Regions from separate parts of the Anser cygnoides genome. Here region 1 is linked to region 2. The links are chromatin contacts, called in public Hi-C maps. All regions are on one chromosome and are shown on one strand. Each heading gives the region's core, a stretch centred on a gene start, on an enhancer-like site or on the middle of the called end of the contact. The rest is flanking DNA. Distances are from core to core; before and after follow the strand shown. Region 1 holds the start of MXI1 (MAX interactor 1, dimerization protein). Region 2 overlaps MXI1 (MAX interactor 1, dimerization protein).

Region 1 (5,349 bases), core at 64-2,563, 49 kb before region 2:
GAAGTAACTTAATAATAATAATAATAGTTTTGGAACTAAGCTAATAGGGAAGCGTCTCAAAATGGTGATTGCGCTGGCTTCAGACCTGGCGTTGTCACATGGGAAAAAGCAGGACGCCGCACAGCCCTGATTTGAACAGGGCGTTACGAGATCCTAGGAGAAGGGCCGTGTATGTACACGGAGGACCAAGAACTGCAGAAGGTAACTGAGGATGCAGACACCAGGCATGTGACCTGAAACCGTGTCTTACCTCAGCTACTTAGCGGAGTGAATAAAACAAAGTACATCTGGAGCCCTTGGCCTGCCTGGCTGTATCTCCAGCACAGCCCTGGCTCCCATGCCCCCCCTGCCCGGCTCGGCCCCTCGTCTTCCCACCGTCTTGCGGTGCCGAGCAGCGTGTCCCGTCCCGCTGTGCTCCTGGCACAGCCGGCTCTGCCCCGCACCCCCCCCCCTCGTCTCCAGGCACCCTGAAACGTGGCTGGCTCTCGGTGCCGGCATCACCAACACCCAGCCATCCCGTTTTGGGTGGCGCTGGGGGCACTCGGCCAGCCGTGATGACAGGACGAATTGTGTCACTGAAATCCCCGCTCAGACAAGGTGCCGTCACCTCAAGCAGCCAGGCAGGGCCGAGGTGGGCACACGGTGCCGCTGGCATGTGGTCACACAGCCCGGCCCGGCCCTGGCACATGCCCCACGAGGCGCGTGTGACGGCCGAAATGCTGCCGCCGTTCTTCCCCAAAGCACTGGGGAGCCCGAGGGACTTCACTCCATGCACTGCTCTCTGGGGTTAGCCCGCTCCCGGTGACTCAGGTCCCCGTGACACCGCAGGTGCCAATTATCGCTCCCTAACGTGGCTGGACGTGACGTGGGGGGGCACCAGGGCCATGCTCGCAGCCGGGGGTCCCCTGATGTCGGGGGGCACCTTGCGGCCGGGGGTCCCCTCAAAACTGGCGGGGACACCGCTCAAAAACCTCGGCCGGCTTGGTGTCGACACCCCTCGAGGGGTGAAGCCGGGGCTGTGCTTGGGGACCCTGGGTGGCCCTAAGAGCTTGGCGTGACAGCGACAGGCATCCCTGAGGGGGGACACAGCAGCGGGAACACGTGTGGGGCGACGTGAGGCGACACGGGGCGACACGGGGCGGCAGCACACCTCCCAACCCCGCCGCCGCAGCTCCCCGCAGGCGGGGCCGGGCCGGGCCGCCCCGTCGGGGAGCGGGGAAGGGGCGGGCCGGCGGCGGCGGCCCCGGGGCCCGAAGCAGCGCCACAGCGGCAGCGCTAGGACCGCGGCGGCGCCGGGCCCCGCCGCACAGGGCCCCACGGCCGCACACGCAGCGCCGCCGCCGCCGCCGCCGCCGCGCAGGGCCCGGGGCTGGGAGCCGCCGGGGCATGGGGAAGCGCGGCCGGCCGCGGAGGGAGCCGCGGGGGGGAGCGGGGGCGGCCGGCGGGGCCCGCTGCCCCCTGGGGGAGCTGTGCAACGCGGGCATGGACACCTTCCTGCGCAACGTGCAGGTGCTGCTGGAGGCCGCCAGCTACCTGGAGCGGATCGAGAAGGAGAATAAAAGTGAGTGAGCGAGCCGGGGGGGGGGGGGCATAAAGGCACTACTCGGGGCTGGGGGGGCAGCGGCGCAGCGCCACGGGGCTGGCACCCCCCGGGTCCCCGGCACCCCCGCCGTGTGCCCCCCCTGCCCCACGGCTCGGGTCGGTGTCCCACGGCCGGGGGGGGGCGGTCCGCAGCCCGGGGGGGGGTTCCGCGGGGGGGGGAGGAGGCGGCGGCGCGTCCCCGCTGCCCCCGCCGGGGCATGGGCACAGTCACGTAGGCAAGCGGCGGCGCTCGCCAGGTAGCCGCGGGGCAAGGCAGGGCAAGGCAAGGCAGGGCGAGCGGCCGCTGCGGGGTGGCGGCCGGCCTCCCGCTGCGCGGAGGATGCGCGCAAACTGCGCGATTCCCCCCCCCCCCCCCCGCGGAGCGGGGAAGGGGCTAAGGGGGGGGGGGCTGAAGGCTGAAGTGAAGGCGTGCTGGGAACAAAGGGGCCGCCGTGCCCCGGGGCGCTGCTTTGCATTGCGTTGCATTGCATTGCATTGCGCTGCACGGCGTCACACCGCGCTGCGCTGCTGGCGCTGCGCCGCGATCACCGCGCTGCGCGGAGCGAACGGAGCGGAGCGGGGAGCGGGGCGAGCCGCGCTGCGCGCCCGCGGAGCTGCGCCGAGCCCGAGCGGGCAGCCCCCGGCCCCGCCCCCGCGGGCGCATGGTTCGCACATGGAGGCAGCCCGGCGCGCCGATTGGCGGGCGCCTCCCGCGGGGCGGGGCCTGGCGCGACGCTCCGCCAATGCGCGGCGCCGGGGTCCCCCCCCCTCGTGACGTCACGTGTTGCTGAGCGGGGCGCGGAGCGGGGCGGGGGGGGGGGGCGGCGGGGTGAGCCCGGGGCTGCCGGGTGCCGCCGGGTGCCCTGGTGTCCCCTGGTGTCCCCTGGTGTCCCCTGGTGTCCCCGGGTGTCCCCTCCCCGGGTGCCTCCGCGCCCTCCTCGTCCGCATCTATCCCTTCACTTTTATTTCATTTTTTTCTTTTTTCCTTCTTTTATTTTCCCCATTTTTCCCTCTTATTTTGCTCTTATCTCTTTTATTTCTCTATCTCTTTTTTTTTTTTACTCCCTGCTTTCTCTTTTCCCCTTTTTCTCCTTTTCCTCCTCTTCCTCCAGCTGCGTTTTTCTTCTCCGCCAAACTCCGCACAGCACCGGCAGCGGCACCCCGCAGCCCCTCACGGCACGCCTCCATCACAGCGTCACCCCCTCGCCCCGCTCCGATGGCCGCAGGGCCCCCGTACGGGGCACCCCCGCTTTGTGCTGGGGACCCCGCCGCTGGTGGTCCCCAAGCCCCTCATTCTCAGCCTTTCCCCTTCCCAAAACTTGCAATAACAGCGGCTTTTCACCTCCCGTTTACGATTTGTCGTTTCATAATGAGTCTGCACGGCCACGCAGCGGAGGAGCAGAGCAGCCCAGGGGCGGCCGCACGCAGGGAAAGGCCAGGAGCGAGCAGCAAAAACCAGCCGCAGTTGCTTCAGAAATCCTAGCTGAGACCTTCCGCTTGTTTTTGTCTCTTTAAGGAGCGCTCGCGACTCGGAGGGGAGCTAGGAAAACCCGTGTTGTCGCGGTGCTTTCTCCTGCTGGGGGAGGCTGGCGGAATTCTTCTTGCCCGTGACGTGGATGGCATCGGGTGTTTTGCGTGCTTTGTAAAAAACGCATCCTTTTGGTGTTTGGGACCGAAAAACGGGCTGATCGGTGTAACTTGCTGGCTCTGCTGCATGAGCAGAACACGGGGATACGGGATTTTGGTTGCTTTATTTTGGAAAGAAAGCGTTCACATCCGAGTTGTTTACACTGAATCTTCCGCTGACGATAATCACGGTCCCAGCAATTAAACTCCTCGCTTCTCTTAGGAGATTCTGCAACATCTTTCAGTTTTTTTTTTTGTTGGCAGTCGGGACGTTTTAGGTTGAAAAGTCCCGTTTAGCGCAGGGCTGGGCTATTGAACGTGCTGCTCGAGACGTGACCGTGGTAGAACAGGCAGCTTTGACGTGTTGCTCCCAAACAAAGAGAAATGCTGCTGGAACTGGAAAACAACCTCCGAGCACGACGGGCCCGGTTTGAACTGGGGAACAGCTGCAGAGGCAGGAGGGTTACGTCCTAGGGTATATACCTGGCCTGGCTGGGGAGAGATTTGCGTGCTCAGCTCAGGTTATTGCACCAGGAGGATACGCTGCCCTTTAGTCTGCCAGAGCAGGCAGGATTGCTCGCTGCACCCCTTGCTGGCTGCCAGACGCTGATAATGGCTCCTCGCTTATCTGCGCGGTCTCCTACCTGGCAATTAGCAGTGACAAAGGAGTCCAGCCCCAGAAGCCGGGTGATGGGAGCTGTGTCCCGGCTGGCGGCAGGCAGACTCGGCACCCGCCTGCTTCCTGCAGCATGCCCGGGTCGTTCGACCGCGGCGCTAGGCAGGGCTCTGAGGAGCTATTTCGGTGTGACTCCCACCAGGAAGGCGGCTGAGTCACAGCCCCGCTGGGCTAGGTGCTGTGCACGTAGGGGAATGACGGTGCCCTGCCCCAAGGAAACATGGTCTTTAAAAAAAAAAAACAGAGGTAGCAGGTGGATGTTTGTCTCCACCTGGCCAGGACACGTGCTGGGGACGGGCAACAAGGTGCTGGGATCGGCGGCGCAGCTTTGGGGAAACAGCAGGCAGGGGGTGGGAGCGGAGCCCGTGCGTTATCCTGATGGGATGGCACTGCTCGTCACGCAGATAGTGCATCCCGAAGGGCTTTGGGGGCCAAAGATTGGTGTTTGAGGAAGGGCTGTAACTGCTGGGCGAGCCCGGGAGGTGATCTTAGTTTACACCATTTCTAATAAGCCGTGCTCAGTGCCTGCATTTGTTCTTCCAAGCCCTTGCCGGCCGTACAGGTTGTTCACCTCCTCGAAACGCTGTCCCAAGCAGGGGTGGGTGCTGTCTGGTGGAGCAGCCCCACGAGAGCTGGAGGCAGTCCTGTCTCCCTGCTCGCATGCCGCACCTACTGGTGGTGGAGGAGCAGCTCCGAGGCCCCTTTCAGCCCCCAAAACACACCAGGTCCCTGCCTCTTGTCCACAGGCCAGCAGTGTGAGGAGAGCCTTCCATGTCAGGGCAGGACTTCCAGCCAAGGCATCAGATCCCGAGCTGCGTGGTGCCCAGTGAGAAATAAGACGATTTTTTTTTTTTACCAGCTCCCCCTTAGATGCATTTGCTGCGTACCATCAGGTCTGGAGCAGTGGGACACTACTTCAGCAGTGCCCGTTCAGCACAGTAAAACACTGCTTTGGTATTCACTCGCCTTGTTAAAAACTAGAATGTGTGGGTCTGCAAAATTATCTGGAGTACACTGCAGTGACTGGGTAGGATGGAGTCCTGTTTTCAGACTGCTTGGGTAAAACGGGGTATTTTAGGTACTGAAGTAATAGAGAAGTCTTTTCTCCAGTTGAGCCTCTGGAAATGAGCGCTGCCTGCCTGGGGATGCAGCTCTCACGGCAAGACCACAGGACCCAGCCCCAACGCACCTCGCTAACTGACACGGACGGGTTTCCAAATGACCTGTTTCTAGGAATCTTAGCTTGGTATCAAAGGAATAGAAGCATCACATGAAAAATTACTCTGGCTGTTTTCAGAAATGAAAGCTCCGCTGAGGGCAGCTCTGTTGGTGCGTGGGTAACCTCTGCCAGTGCCTCTTCACAATTGTGTGTGGCTGGAAGCGGGTAGCAGTGTGTAAAAGCAGCTGAAATGCTAAAGTTTGGAAGATGTCTTTAGAGAGAGGGACCTGAAGTAAATTCAGCTGGG
Region 2 (5,790 bases), core at 2,695-5,194:
GCGATCCGGCGCGTGCTCGTTCCTGCCCAGAGCTGACCTCTGGTCCCCAGGGCCTGGTTCCTTGTGCGGGGCCTTCCCCTGTTCCTGGTAAAAACCCCGGAGCTCAGGCCGTAACGTGCTGTGCGTTTCTCTCTGCGTTCTGGAGCTGCTGTGATAATTCGACGCTGGTCAGGCGTTGATTCCCCAGAGCTTTGGTTTTCTGCTGTGTGCACGGTGCGTTTGTTACCAGCGGGTCAGGGCGAAGTCCCAGGCCCTACCCGCGGCAGGTGGCGCGTACCCAGCCCTCTGTGCGGTGGCAGTGGCCCTGCTCTCAGCCCCCAAATCTGCTCACATCCCCAGCTCCGCTCCAGCGGCATTTCCAACTGGGGCTGATCCTGCAGGTGAGGCGTTTGGCTGGTGCTTGCACTCGTGCTGTGCAGGGACACGCCGCTCCATGCGGCAGCCTGGTGGCAGTGCTGGGGCAGGTCTGGCTTGGTGGCTCGCCTGTGGGCACTCAGGAAATCTGTGGCACAACCAAAAATCGGTTCAGAGACCCAGAATGTCCTTAACAGCACGACCTCCTCCTCCTCCTCTCTCTGGCTGCCAGACATCTGAGCAGTCTCCCCTGGGAGGACGCGTGCGGCGTGCCCCAGCAGTGCGCTGTCATTGCAGGCCCTACAGGTACTGGGCAAAGCACCTGGGGTGGGTTGGGTGCACGCACCCCCGTTCACCAGCCTGTATGTTGAAAAGGGGCTTCCAGGTAGCTAAAACCCAAACTTGTGTCAGCCATATGGGTTTAGTGTCAACACAGTTTGCCCTGGAGCAGTCCGAGGAGGAACAGAGGAGAGTGATGTGATTTTCTTCTGTAGTTGTTTGTTTGGTTCTTCTGATTTTGGTTCTTCCCCCCCCCCCCCCTTCCCCAGTTGTTAATATTTAATGAAAAGCACATGTTCGTCAAGGCCCTTGCTGCTCATACGCAGCCCCGTGGCTGTTCTCGAGACAGAATGATGGACCCTTTGTAAAGAGATTTATAATAGAAGTACTGAGGGGCTCCCAGCCCTAGCACCGCCAGCGAGCACTCCTCGGTGCTGACAGTTCATCAGCAAAACCCCTGACCCTTCCACCCTTAATCATCCTTGCTTGTCACTGACATAATTGCCTGATTACAGACTCTTCTCCCCCACCCCTTTCAAACCGGGAGCAATGGTGAATTTGAAAAACAAATGGAAATGAACTGTCCGTGCTCTTTATTTTTTTTTCCCCCTGCATTGAGACGGATCGGGCTAAGATGCAGTTTCTTTGTGTCTGAGCGGGGCTTGGGATAGGCTTTCAGGACTCTTTTGCACCGGTGTTGCTTGCATGTGAATGGTGAAGCTGATGTCATTGTGTTATTGATTGGGATGACAAGTTTGGACATAAATCATTAATGTCTGGGAAAGAGAGAGGGAGGAGAAAAAAGGCAACCCACGAGATAGTTTTCCATAAATCTGGTGTTGGTCCCTGCATTCGTGATGCAGAGCAGGATCGGCAGGAGCAGTTCTCCTGTGCAGCCTGAGGACGACGTGCTTTGCCACTGCTCCGGAACCATTTTCCCCACGTTTCGTATTCTGCAGAAAATGGCTCAGGCCATCAGCAGTGCTGTCGTGCTTGAAATTGTCTTTGGAGATGTGGTCCAAGGTCAGCAGAGTGCCCAGGGAAGGGCTCTCGTGTTCCTGCAGACCTTGTGCCCCCAGCACTGTTTGAGACCTGGGTCCAAGGAAGGAGTAAGGGTGCCACGCTTGGGAACCGCAATCCCTCTAACTCTCTTAATTGCCAGCAGGGATCGTTTGGGTGCTTTGGGCTAACTGTTTTGCTATTTCCTTCTTCGAATTTTGTGCAAAGAAATGCTAGAGATGTTGCTTGGATCATAGCAAATGTCCCTGAACCGGCAATGCACAAGCATGCCGCGGGTAGCAGTCATTCCGAAGTGCCTCCACAAACCTTCTCAGCACAGCAGCAACTAGCTGAGCGAGAGGTGAAGCCTACAAGGTAATCGTACCGTTTGTGCCTGTGCCTTTTCTCTGCACAAAGTCCATCCATTGAATCAGATTATCAGCTCAAACGGCAAGAAAGCAAACAGCGGCTGCCAGAGGTTAGCAATCGTGCGAGTATTGGTGAGCAGCTGCTGTTTGCGGTGTAAATAGGTCGGCGGCAGCCCATCCTGGCACCTGCGGGGAATCTCCTGATGTGTAGAGAGAGGAGGAAGCGTGAAAAGTGCCTCCTAGAAGGGAGGCAGAGAAAGAAATGGTGTTCCCTTCCCGAAAGCACGGCTCTGATCTCCTCTTCTCCCCTTACAGCCGAGCTCACCTCCGCCTGTGTCTCGAACGCTTGAAAGTTCTGATACCGCTCGGACCAGACTGCACCAGGCACACGACGCTTGGGCTGCTCAACAAAGCCAAAGCACATATCAAGGTAAGAGCTGCTTCTCCCAGCTGCTTTCTGGCGGGGCTGGTTTGGAAGTGCAATCCAATAGCTCGCTCTTGCTGCCTAGAGGTTAACTCTGCGTCGAAGGAGACCGAGGTCTTTCCTTAATCAAATAAGCACATAATACCGCGAGTTGGAAGGGACCCCCAAGGATCACAGAGTCCAACTCCTGGATCCACACAAGACCACACAAAAATCAAACCTTATGCCATAGAATCACAGAATGGTTTGGGTTGGAAGGGACCCTAAAGATCATCTAAGTCCAACCCCCTGCCAGTGGCAGGGACACCTCCCACCACACCAGGTTGCTCAAAGCCCTATCCAGCCTGGCCTTGAACACCTCCAGCAATGGGGCAGCCACAGCTTCTCTGGGCAGCCTGCACCAGCGCCTCACCACCCTCTGAGTGAAGAATTTCTTCCTAATACCTAATCTAAACCTACCGTTTTTTAGTTTAAAACCATTCCCCCTTGTCCTATCACGACACCCCCTGACAAAGAGTCCCTCCCAGCTTTCCTGCAGGCCCCCTTTAGGTACTGGAAGGCTGCAATGAGCTCTCCCCGGAGCCTTCTCTTCTCCAGGCTGAACAGACCCAGCTCTCTCAGTCCCTCTCCATAGGAGAGGAGCTCCAGCCCTTTGATTATCTTCATGGCCCTCCTCTGGACTCGTTCTAATACTTCTAATACTCATTCTAATTCTTAACTACTAGTAGTACATGTTGATATGTTAATATACATATATATCTAATTATTTACATTTTATGTGTGTGTATATATATATAAAGCAACAAGCAAGCATTGTCTCTTCGGTTAATCATTTATCATTACTACAAGCCACATTGTTAGGAGAGTCCATAAGGAACTCTGTTAATTGTGGAAATGATTGATTTGGAAAGCAGGAGCCTTATTCTGTATCGTCATCAGTTGTTGACAGCAACAGCTCTTACGAGAAAAACATACCTACTGTTGAATGACCCCATTTTGATGGGAAATGCACCTTTTCTTCTGATGTGCCAGTGAGTTTCCATTGCCAAAACATTGGTGCAAATCCCAGGAGGGTAAGCCAGGGCTGGCTTGCTGAAGTTCCGTGTGGGAGCCAGCCAGCCAGCCCAACACTCATCTAGTTTCACTCCTGGCAGAGTGAAGCACAAAGAGAAAACGCAGCATTGTCAATATCTGGAAAAGGCTGGAACCCTTTGTCACAGCCCAGGATAGTGGGAGGGAGGATGGGTGGCGAAGGAGAAAAAGCCCTGCTGAAGGGACGGGGTTAGCCTGAAATGACTCCTCCTTATGCAATGTGCTTGTCCTAGGAAACAAAGAACAGTGCCCTGGTAGATTTCCCAGCTGTGATCAAAGAAATCTGTAGTAGGTTATGTAAATCACTTACTAAATAGAAAACTGTTTCTGAGAAATCCTGCTAAACCATGCAGCAAGGAACACGGAGCTCCCGGGGCACGTTTTTATGTGACAGCTGATTTTAACGCTGGGTTGGTTTGGTTAAGGGCATCGAGGCCCCTTTGTGGACAGATGTGGTAATGCAGGGGGCTGAGCTCAGGCAGAATGGCCCACAGTGCTACGGTTCCTATCGCTTCCTCTGGAGAGGCTCTGTCTTCAAAGCCTTTTGATACCAATGCATGTGTGATTTATCAGAGCCTGGGAACAGGAAGAGTTGTGAGGAGACAGCACAACTCCTGGAAAGGGGAAAGCAGCTTGTTTCAGTGCTCTTTTGCAGCTTAAATCCTTCAGGGGCCTGGGAACGTCTAAGTAAAGCAGGTGGCTGGACAGTGGGGGTGGGAGGGAAGGAGAAAAGAATGAAACCTATTACTGAGCCATATTTGATCATGTCAGAAACTTGAAGAGACCGAGAGGAGAAGCCAACACCAGCTTGAGAACCTGGAACGAGAACAAAGATTCCTAAAGAGAAGACTGGAACAACTACAGGGGTCTCAGGAGATAGAGCGAATACGAATGGACAGCATTGGATCTACCATTTCCTCTGATCGCTCAGACTCGGAGCGAGGTGGGTGTCACTGAGCTGGCAGGGAATCCCCGGGACTCTGAGAAGAGGGGGCAGGGGGCTGATCCATTTCTTGTCTCTCAGCTACCCCCTTCTCTCTGACTTCTGCTATTTAGGCTACTGATTTTGCTTACACATGTACTTGCATACATATGCACACACTTACATACAAAAAGTTTTGCCTTTTGTTTGAGTTACAGTTAAGTTTGGAAGAAGTGTTGCCATTGTCATCTCAGGATGATTTCGGTGGCATTTAAAGTGATACTGCTTCTCTGAAGAGCTCTCTAAAATACGAAAGCATCAGTTACGCAAAGTAATTTGCAGTGGTCACAAGATGGTAGATAAATACCTGATGTTAAAGATGTTATATGCATTGTCCCTTTTTTGTATCTCTCAGCAACACAAAGAGAATATCTAAGAAAGATATTATTGGGGCTGGAGCAGATGTTGCAAAGCAACTTCTCATGCTCTCCAATATATTTCCTGTATTTGGGCCTACCGTGGCATAACCAAGCAAACTGTCTCTTAAAACTCCAAGAATCATTCTACCACCAACCCCCTTTCTTTTCCAAGCTTCCCATACTGTTCATCTCAGTTAAAACTGGATAGAGATGGTCTGAATGGCTAACTGAATTCAGATAATTTTCTTTTTTGAAACACCTCTGCTGTGGATCCCAGGTGGGCACAGTAGATAGCTTGATATTTACTAACAGACTCAAGCATGCCATGTAGTTCGGGTTTGAGTCTACAGTTTGGAAAAAAAAAAAATCCTTTTGGAAAATTCCTGAATGCTATGGAAATCAAGATAATCTGCTTTCTAATACCCTCTTAAAAACAGGATTTAAGCTCTTAGGTCCACTCAGTAGCTCTGAAAGTAACTCAGACCCTCATCTTAATGCATTATAATGCCCATTATAATGGGTGGTCCCACTTTTGGCAAAGTGATATCAATCGAATAGCATGTTACAGGTAGGGGTAACTTTAGGGGTGACTTATGCTCTATTTTCTCTCTTGTCCTCTGTTCTGTCTGTGTTTCTTTTTTGTTGTTGTTTGTTTGTTTCCAACACGGGGGTAATACCGTTCCAAAGAACAGAGGCAGAGTAACAAGTTCAGTGCATGAGATGGCCCACTTATACTGACAGTGTGTTTTGCATTCTGGAGGAGTCAAGCCCCTTTGCAAAGTCCCTGTGAAAAGCTCCAGGCTGGTAGCTAGTCCTTTCCCAAATCATGTCCATAGCCTATCCTACCCCAAGGGAAAACACCGAGAGTCTTCCTGCCAGGCTGCTGCTGCAGTGACCTCCTGGCAGCTGGCTTGAAGGAAGCAGTTGGGTTTG

Evidence for each region. Hi-C and Micro-C count contacts between places; a contact is called where the count stands out from the background.
Region 1: a Hi-C map of liver shows a contact between it and region 2, with 3 times the contacts expected there. The contact joins the promoter of MXI1 here to the enhancer-like site in region 2. A contact is called at or near these places in 5 of 7 Hi-C or Micro-C datasets (blood, granulosa cells and liver).

What each region holds. Positions count from the first base shown.
Region 1 is chr7:11,057,090-11,062,438 of Taihu_goose_T2T_genome, reverse strand. It overlaps MXI1 (MAX interactor 1, dimerization protein), which reads left to right and starts at 1,313. Exons shown (of 6, transcript XM_067000762.1): 1 at 1,313-1,561. The coding sequence starts at 1,387.
Region 2 is chr7:11,010,610-11,016,399 of Taihu_goose_T2T_genome, reverse strand. It overlaps MXI1 (MAX interactor 1, dimerization protein), which reads left to right. Exons shown (of 6, transcript XM_067000762.1): 4 at 2,316-2,430; 5 at 4,288-4,459. Among named protein-coding and RNA genes, the nearest start is that of SMNDC1, 21 kb to the right of the region's middle. Within about 2 kb of position 3,944, at least 2 of the 3 cell types and tissues checked have open chromatin away from gene starts, as enhancers often do.